3 separate regions of the Mus musculus genome follow, and all the other regions are linked to region 1. Evidence: chromatin contacts called from public HiChIP or PLAC-seq data. All regions are on one chromosome and are shown on one strand. Each heading gives the region's core, a stretch centred on a gene start, on an enhancer-like site or on the middle of the called end of the contact. The rest is flanking DNA. Distances are from core to core; before and after follow the strand shown. Region 1 overlaps Ltbp4 (latent transforming growth factor beta binding protein 4). Region 2 holds the start of Itpkc (inositol 1,4,5-trisphosphate 3-kinase C). Region 3 overlaps Sptbn4 (spectrin beta, non-erythrocytic 4).

Region 1 (3,148 bases), core at 242-2,741:
AATGTGTGAGTCGGGCGTTGTGTAGTGGTGACCGTCTGTCTATGTTTATCCTGCTTATGGCTTGAGGGTGGAGTCCACCTATGGGGAATACACGGTTGCAGGAGTGTGAGGCTATTGCTCACCGACTGGGGACCAGGAAGCAAGGATGGGAGAACTCAGTTGGTTTTTCCTTCTTCCCTTTTTATTCAGTTCCAAGTTCTATCCTAGGGGGGGCTGCCGTAGGTCTTCCTGGAAAAGCCCTCACAGACATACCTAGAAGGTGTGCCTCGCTAATGCTCTGGGTACTTGTTTTAGGAGGTTGGACTTCTCAGGGCACGGAGCACCATGGACCGGTTTCAATCCAGAAAGAGTTTGGAATCTCCCTGGGGATGCTGTGTGAAAGTGTTGAGTGAAAGTGTTGAAGCAGAGAGGACAAAGTTGGACCAAACCAGGGGTCTTGAGTGGGGAGGGGCAGTGTAACCTCAAGCTTTTACACACGTGCCCCTATTCCCAAAATAATGACTCTGAGACTTATTTATTTATGAATAAATGTCATAAGTGTTGACTCATTCCTGCCAGTTTGTAACTCAATTATCCTGTTCAAACTAGTCTAAGTCTGCCATAAGACTAGTTACCTCTCCTCGGTTTCACGTGTCTTTCTTCCTCAGAGACCGGGATATATCCTCCCGCCTCTGTCTCCTAGCGTTCCAATCTCTCTAAACTGGAACTCCCACCTTCTATTTCCTGCCTCTTGCTAATAGGCCATCAGCTTTTGATTGACAGGTGATGCTTCCACACAGTGCACAAGAGATTCTCTCTACAGGACAGTGGGTGGGAGAAACATCTAAGAGGTGGGCAAGCGACGAGGCTGCCTGCCTGGCGGGGGAGTGGTTTGATCTAGTCTGGGACAAGCTGGGTGTGAAGACCCAGAGGGTCACAGGGAAAGCACAGGAAATCACCTGTCCCCTCCTGTCCCATAGCTGAGGGGACACCAGGAAGTGGGAGAGTGTGAAGCAAAGGATACCAAAGTGATAGGAGAGGGCAAATAGCCAAAATGAAACTAGGCATGGTGGCTCACACCTGTAATCTCAGCACTTAGGGGGTGAGGCAAGGAGGATCTCTGAGTTTATGCCGTACTAGACTACTAAATGATATTGATTTTTAAAAATCAGTTTGAATCCTTGTGGTGGTGTACGCCTTTAATCCTAGCACTCGGGAGGCAGAGGCTAGGAGTTCAAGGTTTGCTTGGTCTACAGAGTGGGTTGCAGGACAGCCAGGGCTACATGCTACACAAGGAAACCCTCTCTCAAAAACAAATACCTTGCCTTTTGTTTCTTCAGGCACGTTCCCTGGCTCCCAGCCCCAAGCACCTGCCAGCCCCAGTCTTCCAGCCAGGCCACCAGCCCCTCCCCCACCTCGAAGACCCAGCCCTCCCAGGCAGGGTCCCGTGAGCAGTGGACGTCGCGAGTGCTACTTTGATACAGCCGCTCCAGATGCGTGTGACAATATCTTGGCCCGAAACGTGACGTGGCAGGAGTGCTGCTGTACTGTGGGAGAAGGCTGGGGCAGCGGCTGCCGCATCCAACAGTGCCCGGGCACCGAGACAGGTGGGCGTGGCCTGTGAGGGAGACAAGGGCTCAAGCTCTTGGTGTAGATATGGGGATTGGAAAGAGGATACGTTTAGACTAAGGATTGGGTTAGTGGTGCAGCCGGGACAAGAGTGAGCCATCAGCCACCAGGCGGGCATCAGTGGGCATGAAGCTGAGAAGTGGGTGCTGACAGGCCTGGGCTTTAGCACCTGGTAGGAGGCTACAGCCAGTGAACTCAGGCAGGGACTGGGGCTCGGGTTTCAGAGTTCTTTCCTTCTATGTACAGCTGAATACCAGTCATTGTGTCCTCACGGCCGGGGCTACCTGGTGCCCAGTGGAGACCTGAGTGCCCGGAGAGGTAAGGCCAGACTTCAACCCCACCTACCCTCAGTCCCTAGGCCAAGCTCTGTCTCACCCTGCCTCTGTTCCTTCTTGCTTGCTTGCTTTCTCATTTGTTAGCTTATTTTTGAGGAGTGTATCTCACTAGTAGTCCAGACCAGCCTCAAACTTGTAAGCCACTCAATTTCTTGCTCCTGTCTTTCTTTTTCTTCTTCCTTCCTTTTCCTTTTCCTTTTTTTTTTTTTTTTTTTTTTTTTTTTTTTTTTTTTGTTAATTTTCTTTTGGGTTTTCAAGACAGGATTTCCTTAGGTAGCCCTGGCTGTCCTGGAACTCACTCCATAGACCAGGCTGGCCTTGAACTCAGAGATCCACCTGCCTCTGGCTCCCTAGTGCTGAGATCCATGGTGTGTGCCAGTACCACCTGCTATACCTTTCTTTTCTCTCCTCATTTTTAATTTGTGTTTTTGGCTACAGAGTCAAGTAGCCCAGGCTTGCCAAGAATTAGCCAGGCAGCAGAAGCTAACCTTGAACTCCTGTTCCTCCTATTTCCACCTCTTGACTGCTGGGTTTTCATGCATGCTCCGACATACCTGGCTCCCTTTTCTGTCTCTCACTTTATTCTTAAGATCCCCTCCTCATCCTGCCTTCTGGTTCCAGTTTTCCGTGCCTCAACTTGCGGGTACCATTGCGCTCTTCCTCTCTTGTGACTGGCTATATCCCACACTACCTGTTTTCTTCAAATCAAACCCACCCCTGCCCTCACCTCCCTCCACCTTTTCCTGCAGATGTGGACGAATGCCAACTCTTCCAGGACCAGGTGTGCAAGAGCGGAGTGTGTGTGAACACGGCCCCAGGCTACTCTTGCTATTGCAGCAACGGGTTCTACTATCACGCACACAGGCTGGAGTGCGTTGGTATGAGCCCCACCTTCCCCACCCCCAATTCTGGCCAGGCCAGTCCCCCCTCCAACACCCCACCCCACCCCACCCCCGCCCCAAGTAGGAATGTAGCCAACCCAGCAGGAAGTCTAGACTCTATCCATCACAATGTGAGCTGAGGAAATGTGAACCAGAGTTCATCCTGGTAACTGCCTCCCCCGCAACCCCCCGCCCTTCCTCCCATACTTTCCTAGATAATGACGAATGTGCGGACGAGGAGCCTGCTTGTGAAGGTGGCCGCTGCGTCAACACGGTGGGCTCTTACCACTGTACCTGCGAGCCCCCACTGGTGCTGGACGGCTC
Region 2 (3,284 bases), core at 553-3,052, 82 kb after region 1:
GGTGTTGGGCTAGTGAAACATAAGAATGTCTTGTGTCTGCCTCCTGTGTAATATGATTATATGAGTGTGCCATCACCCATGGTTTAGACATGAGATTTCTTCATTGTTTTAAACATTGAAATTCTTTTCTTTAAGATTTATTTATTATGTGTGTACATTATAGCTGTCTTCAGACACACACCAGAAGAGGGCATCCGGTTTCATCACAGATGGTTGTGAGCCACCATGTGGTTGCTGGGAATTGAACTCAGGACCCCTGGAAGAGCAGTCAGTGCTCTTAACCACTGAGTCATCTCTCCAGCCCTGGAATTCTTTCCTAAAAAGGTCTTACCTATGTACTTTATTATTCGAGGCAGGGTTTCTATATGTAGCTCTGGCTGACCTGGAACTAGCATAAATTCACAGAGATCTGTCTGCCTCTGTCCTGAGTACTGGGGATTAAAGGTGTGTGCCACCCTGCCAGCCTTAAAAAGATTTAATTTTATGTGTGCGGGTAATTTTGCCTGCAAATGTCTGTGCATGCTATGCATGCCCTGAAGAAACCACAAGAGGGTGTTCAATGCCCTAGAATTGTGGTTAGAGATGATTGTGAACCCCCATTCAGGGTGCTAGAAACCAAACTCCCAATTCTTCAAGAGAGCGACTAATGGCTCTTAACTACAGATCCATCTCTCCAGCCCTGAGACTGTTTTTGTTGTTTTTCTTTTTCTTTCTTCCTTCCTTCCTCTCTCTCTCTCTTTCTCTCTCTCCCCTGTTGTTGTTGGTTTGTTTGTTTTTCAAGACAGGGTTTCTCAGTATAGCCCCTGGCTGTCCTGGAACTCACTCTGTAGACCAGGCTGGCCTCAAACTCAGAAATCCGCCTGCCTCTGCCTCCCAAGAGCTGGGATTAAAGGCGTGCGCCACCACCGCCCGGGTTTTGTTGTTTTTCAAGACATGGTTTCTGTGTAATAGCCCTGGCTGTCCTAGAACTCACTTTGTAGATCAGGCTGGCCTTGAACTCAGAAATCTGCCTGCCTTTGACTCCTTAGTACAGTAATTAACGGTGTAGGGCACATACCCGGCTAGCCCTGGAATTCTTTGAAAACAAACACATATAAATTTATTTATCCACAAATCTCGCACTCTGCAGTCCTGGGCTCGAACTCAGGACATCAGATTTGGCAGACCTGCTGTCATTTCATTCCCCTCCCCTTTTGTGTGTATTGGGGAGGAGTGTTTGAGATGGGGGGTCTATGTGGTCCAGGTTGGCCTAGAACTCACATAGATCCGTTAGCCTCTGCCTCCAGAGTGCGGGTATAAAAAGCTGTACCATCAAGTTGTCTCCTCTGTGTGCGTGTGTGACTACCCCTGACTAGGAACTGGCCATGGAACTAAGGATGACAACCTCTGAACCTCCACTCTCCATTTCCCAAGTGTTGGGATTACAGGTTTGTACCACCATGCATCAGACTTCTCACGGGAGATTTAGTGGAAGGGAAGGCAACTAACTGCTTGAGAATTGACTGCGGAAGCACTGAAACTTACGCCTGTGGGGATGTCTCAAGTCTTTGGAAAGTCCATCTTGTCTCTGAATGTTGAATGAGTGCGTGGTTGAACTTGTTACTGGGGCGGAGTAAGTGATGTAGGGAAAGATCGCGGGGGCGCACGACCTAGACCCTGACCAGAATCAGAAGCCAAGTGCTGGTTCCCTGCGAGACACACGGTGGCATCCGAGGCTCCGCCCCACACTCGTCAACTCGTCACTTCCGGCGAGGGCCGTGTTTTGGGCTTTCCCTGGGAGGTGGAGTATCGGTTAACCCCTGCATATCCGAGCGGCCTGGAGCTCGGCGGGCCGGAACCCACGAGTTGGGGCTCCCCAGCCACACCCCTCGTAGGATTTTAAAGGGGAAGGAGGGGCCGGACGGGCCAAAGCCCGGGCCCTGGGAGCGGGTATGAGGCGCTGCCCGTGCCGGGGGAGCCTGAGCGAGGCGGAGGCCGGCGCACTGCCAGCCGAGGCCCGCATGGGGCTGGAGGCGCTGCGAGGTGGGCGGCGGCGACAGCCTGGACTACAACGACCTGGACCGGGAGCAGGTGGCCCGACGGGACGGCCGGAGGGGGGCGGTCCCCGGGCCTGGATCGAGGAGTCCAGCCTCCACTCCGAGGCGGAGAGGACCGACCTCGAGCCTGCGCCGTGTCCGAACGGTCCACAGGCAGAATCCTGTGGAGATGGACACGCGGAGTGCGAAGCAGCTGGCCTAGTAGTTGCGTCGGAGAAGCCCAGGCAAAATAAGGAGCTAGACGGGTCCAACCTCCAGACACATCCAAGAAGGAACAGCCCCCTGGTTGAGATGGAGATGGCCGGTTCCTGGACAGATGGCTTTCGAACTGATCTTCACAGATCTGACCTCCAGTCTCGGCCAAAGAGAGCCAGCCTCTGTACCCAACCAGGGTTTGATGAGTCCTGGACCGAACTGGACAGATCCGATATGTGGCAGACTCTGCCAGAGAGGGACAACAAGCCCAGGGTTGATAACCTTAGGACCCACCATGGCGTGTCCAAACTCCAAACTCACCCAGTCTGCCTCTCACCAGAATCAAGTGCTGATAACTCCGGCAAAGAATTGTCCGCGGATGCTTCCAGGACTCCACATGACACCGACGGCTTCTGGATAGAGTCCCAAACTGATGACTCTCTCAAAGGACCTAGTACTCAGACAGCCTGCAGACAACCTGGGAGTGATGGTTTTTCCTCAAAAGACACTGAGAGTGCCTTGACTCAACCTGGCACTGATGGCCTCCGGGATGACAGCGTTTTGGGGGAGTCCAATGGAAATGATCCATTAGATTTATCAGAGCCTGGAGAGTTGGTGACTAACCTGTGCTCCCACCTGGAGTGCAGCTCCCTGTGTCCTGTGCCCCGCCTTATCATCACCCCAGAGACTCCTGAACCTGAGGCCCAGCCGGTGGGACCCCAATCCCGGATTGAGGGGGGCACTGGCGGCTTCTCTTCTGCCTCCTCTTTTGATGAATCTGAGGATGACTTGGTAGCCGGGGGCGGAGGTACCAGCGATCCTGAGGACAGAGCTGGAGTGAGTAGGACCCACCACCCCAAATCTCATGTCCTCCCATCCTTTTGCCTTGGCTTAGAAAGTCCTCTTCCAGGTTACTCTTACCTACCTGCCGGCAATTCCATCTCTCGCTCCCTCTTCCATTCACTGGTCACTTCCCCGTGACACCAGGTGACTAACCCATTTCATTAACCCCCTACTCTTTGCTCTTTCATTTCTGTCTTTTCCTTTAACCCC
Region 3 (3,402 bases), core at 377-2,876, 94 kb before region 1:
GCCTCTGCCTCCCAAGCACTGGGACTAAGATGTGTTCCACCATGCCCTGCTCCTTTTTACTTCTGAGAGAAGATCTCCTGTAATCTAGGCTAGCTTGAACTTTCTGTATAACAAGGCTGGCCTATGCTTTCCACATGCTAGGATTATGGGAGTGTACCATCACGACTGGCTTCCTAAGTACTTTAATTTAATTAACTGTTTTATCCTCCAGCCTCCTGGGGTCCACAATAGAGCTTCCAGAATTTAGAACATGTTTTTTTTTAAATTACATTTTGGGTGGTATAGAGGGGTCTGAGGCAGAAGGAACTGGAGTCCAGGGTTTCAAGGCAACTTAAAAACCAGAAGTGTACCTGTATCCAGTGCCATCACTGAGGAGACAGAAGCAGAAAGATCACAAGTTCCAGGCTAGCCTCAGCTACCTACTAGGACCTGTCTAAAAAGGGATGGGGTGGGGTGTATATACCTGCAGATGAAATGAGCACAGACATTAAAAAGTAAATTATGGGGCTGGAGAGATGGCTCAGTGGTTAAGAGCTCTTCCAGAGATCTTGAGTTCAATTTTCAGCAACCAGAATGGTGGCCTACAACCATTTGTAATGGGATCTGATGCCCTCTTCTGGTGTGTCTGAAGACAGCATCAGTGTACATAAAATAAATAAGCAATTCTTAAAAAAAAAAAAAGACACACATCATGCCCTCTTCCCCTTCCCCTCCCTCCCTCCCTTCCTCCTCCTCCTCCTCCTCCTCCTCCTCCTCCTCCTCCTCCTCCTCCTCCTCCTCCTCCTCCTCCTCCTTTGACAGGGTCTGTGTAGCCCAAGGAGTGCTAAGATCATAGGTGTGTACTACACCACACAGCCGTGATTCTCTGGACTGTGTGCCCTAGGCAGGCAGCTGTTGTCTGTTTTCCGTCCTCAGTTGCTAATAAACTCTGAAAGATAATGAGATAACAAACAGAATCCTAATATTATTATGAAGATAATTTGGTAGCGCTGGAACGATACATACATTGAAAGTTGTGCTCTAAGCACTGTCCAGAGTGAGATACTATTGATTTAGGCACAAACTGGGACTCTCCCAGGCTTCTGAGCGTCCGAAAACCTGGATTTTACCCTGGGTGTGCGGATTCTCCGCATCCGATCACCCTCTTTCCCGCCCCTGAACAGGTGGAACCGCATCGTGGAGTTGGTGGAACAGCGCAAAGAGGAGATGAGCGCGGTGCTGCTGGTGGAGAACCACGTGCTGGAGGTGGCCGAGGTGCGCGCCCAAGTGCGCGAGAAGCGACGGGCAGTGGAGAGCGCGCCCCGGGCGGGGGGAGCCCTGCAATGGCGCCTGAGTGGCCTGGAGGCGGCTCTACAGGCGCTAGAGCCGCGACAGGCGGCGCTGCTGGAGGAGGCGGCGCTGCTGGCCGAACGCTTCCCCGCACAGGCGACGCGCCTGCACCAGGGCGCCGAGGAGCTAGGAGCCGAGTGGGGCGCACTGGCCGGAGCGGCTCAGGCCTGCGGCGAGGCGGTTGCGGCGGCAGGTCGCCTGCAGCGTTTCCTGCGCGATTTGGATACTTTCCTGGACTGGCTGGTGCGGGCGCAGGAGGCAGCAGGCGCCGTCGAGGGGCCGCTGCCTCGCAGCCTGGAGGAGGCGGATGGGCTGCTGGCGCGCCACGCCGCGCTCAAGGAGGAGGTGGATCAGCGTGAGGAGGACTACGCGCGCATCGTGGCTGCCAGTGAAGCGCTGCTAGCGTCCGAGGGCGCGGAGCTGGGCCCCGGTCTGGCGCTAGACGAGTGGCTGCCGCACCTCGAGGTTGGCTGGCACAAACTGCTCGGCTTGTGGGAGGAGCGCAGGGAGGCGCTGGTCCAAGCGCACGTCTATCAACTCTTCCTGAGAGACCTGTGCCAGGCGCTTGCGGTGCTGCGCAACCAGGTGCCTGATGGCTGTCTGGGGTGCGGGGTCTGGGCTGAGAGGGATTGGGTGTGGGGGCACAGACTTGCTTTGATGTGTTTCCTGGGACCCCTAGATTCCTGCTTTGTTTGGGGGTAGGGAATTAAAGGAGTAGTGGTTTATCTGGAAAATTGAGGTCTGTGACAGAGATAAAAGGTTATGTTGAATGGTGTGGGTTCATGGGGCGGTATATTTTCTATCTATCTATCTATCTATCTATCTATCTATCTATCTATCTATCTATCTATCATCGAATCAAGACAGGGCCTTTCTATATAGTCTTGGCGGTGCTGGAACTCGCTATGTAGATTAGGCTGGACTTGCATTCACAAAGATCCTACTGCCTCTGCCTTACAAGTGCTAGGATTAAAGGCATGTGCCACCACCATTCGCGCATAGTAGCATAGACGACCAGCTTTTAATTTAAAAAATTATTTTTATTTGTTTTGCCTGTGTGTATTCATGCATAAAATGCATTTAGAGTCCTGGGAGGCCAGAAGAGGGCACCAGATCCTTTGGGATTAGAGTTACAGTTATGAGCCACCATGTGGGTGATGGGAATCGAACACAGGTCCTTTGGAAGAGCAGCGTGTGCTCTTAATACTGGAGCCATCTCTCCATCTTCCTATCTTTTAATTTAAAAAAGAATTTATTTTTATTATATTTAACGGTGTGCACCTGTGTGTACACGTGAAGATTCCCAAGAAGGCCAAGGCGATGGAGCCACTGGAGTTGGTCGTTGTGGAATGCGGAATGTGGGTGCTAGGAACCCAACTCAGATTTTTCTGGACGAGCAGTAAATACTCTTAACCAATGAGCCATTTGTCCAACCCTTGCTTTTATGGAGACAGGATCTATGGAGCCCTGGGGGTCTGGAACTCTCTGTACAGACCAGGCTGGCCTTGAACTCTCACAGATCTTCCAGTCTCCACTTCACAAAGTTCTGAGATTAATGCTCTGCTTGGGTTTAGTGGTTTATGAGAGGTGAATTTGAAGTGGCTTATTGGGATTGTGGATTATCTGGAAGGAGCTAGCAAGAGAGGATAATTCATAGATTTGGCAGAGTGGGCAGAGACCTGGGGGAATCTGGAAGGACAGACTGCTAAAAAGAGGGGCCAGCAGGAGTAAAAGACCCTGAGGTGGAACTGTGCCTGAAGCCAACCAGCGTCCTGGGGTGGAGCCAAGCTGACCTGTATCCCTTCCGTTCCCAGGAGGTGGCGCTGTCTGGCGCTGAACTCCCTTGCACAGTGGAGTCGGTAGAAGAGGCGATGAAAAGGCACCGGGATTTTCTCACCACGATGGAGCTGAACCAGCAAAAGATGCAGGTGGCGGTTCAAGCTGCAGAGAGCCTGCTGCGGCAAGGCAACGCCTACGGGGAGCAGGCGCAGGAGGCAGTGGCTCGGCTGCTAGAGAAGTAGGTCCCCGGTTCCAAAACTGTGCCCAGAAAGTGGGGTCTGGGCACCGTAGAGT

Evidence for each region. HiChIP or PLAC-seq counts read pairs in DNA pulled down with a chosen protein or histone mark.
Region 2: a contact with region 1 is called in an H3K27ac HiChIP or PLAC-seq map of embryonic stem cells, with 14 read pairs. The contact joins the promoter of Itpkc here to the enhancer-like site in region 1. A contact is called at or near these places in 2 of 15 datasets of contacts at CTCF or cohesin (CD8 T cells and embryonic stem cells), 3 of 115 datasets of contacts at active chromatin or transcription factors (all in embryonic stem cells) and 3 of 9 other capture datasets (adipose tissue, liver and pancreatic islet).
Region 3: an H3K27ac HiChIP or PLAC-seq map of embryonic stem cells shows a contact between it and region 1, with 16 read pairs. The contact joins two enhancer-like sites. A contact is called at or near these places in 1 of 39 promoter capture datasets (macrophages), 4 of 15 datasets of contacts at CTCF or cohesin (CD8 T cells, embryonic stem cells and pro-B cells), 22 of 484 Hi-C or Micro-C datasets (the G1E-ER4 cell line, the HL-1 cell line, the N1E-115 cell line and 13 more), 16 of 115 datasets of contacts at active chromatin or transcription factors (embryonic stem cells, epiblast stem cells, forebrain and 1 more) and 5 of 9 other capture datasets (adipose tissue, embryonic stem cells, embryonic tail and 2 more).

Annotation. Positions count from the first base shown.
Region 1 is chr7:27,308,959-27,312,106 of GRCm38.p6, reverse strand. It overlaps Ltbp4 (latent transforming growth factor beta binding protein 4), which reads left to right. Exons shown (of 30, transcript NM_001113549.1): 23 at 1,320-1,586; 24 at 1,855-1,926; 25 at 2,693-2,821; 26 at 3,040-3,148. Among named protein-coding and RNA genes, the nearest start is that of Gm30543, 19 kb to the left of the region's middle. Within about 2 kb of position 1,491, at least 41 of the 459 cell types and tissues checked have an H3K27ac peak or open chromatin away from gene starts, as enhancers often do. A contact at or near this core is called in differentiating embryonic stem cells, embryonic stem cells and pancreatic islet, where this site is marked.
Region 2 is chr7:27,227,135-27,230,418 of GRCm38.p6, reverse strand. Itpkc (inositol 1,4,5-trisphosphate 3-kinase C) reads left to right here and starts at 1,802. Exons shown (of 7, transcript NM_181593.3): 1 at 1,802-3,068. The coding sequence starts at 1,932. It also overlaps a transcript of Coq8b not described here.
Region 3 is chr7:27,402,680-27,406,081 of GRCm38.p6, reverse strand. Sptbn4 (spectrin beta, non-erythrocytic 4) reads left to right here. Exons shown (of 36, transcript NM_032610.2): 16 at 1,164-1,914; 17 at 3,144-3,346. Among named protein-coding and RNA genes, the nearest start is that of Sptbn4, 42 kb to the left of the region's middle. Within about 2 kb of position 1,626, at least 13 of the 459 cell types and tissues checked have an H3K27ac peak or open chromatin away from gene starts, as enhancers often do. A contact at or near this core is called in differentiating embryonic stem cells and embryonic stem cells, where this site is marked.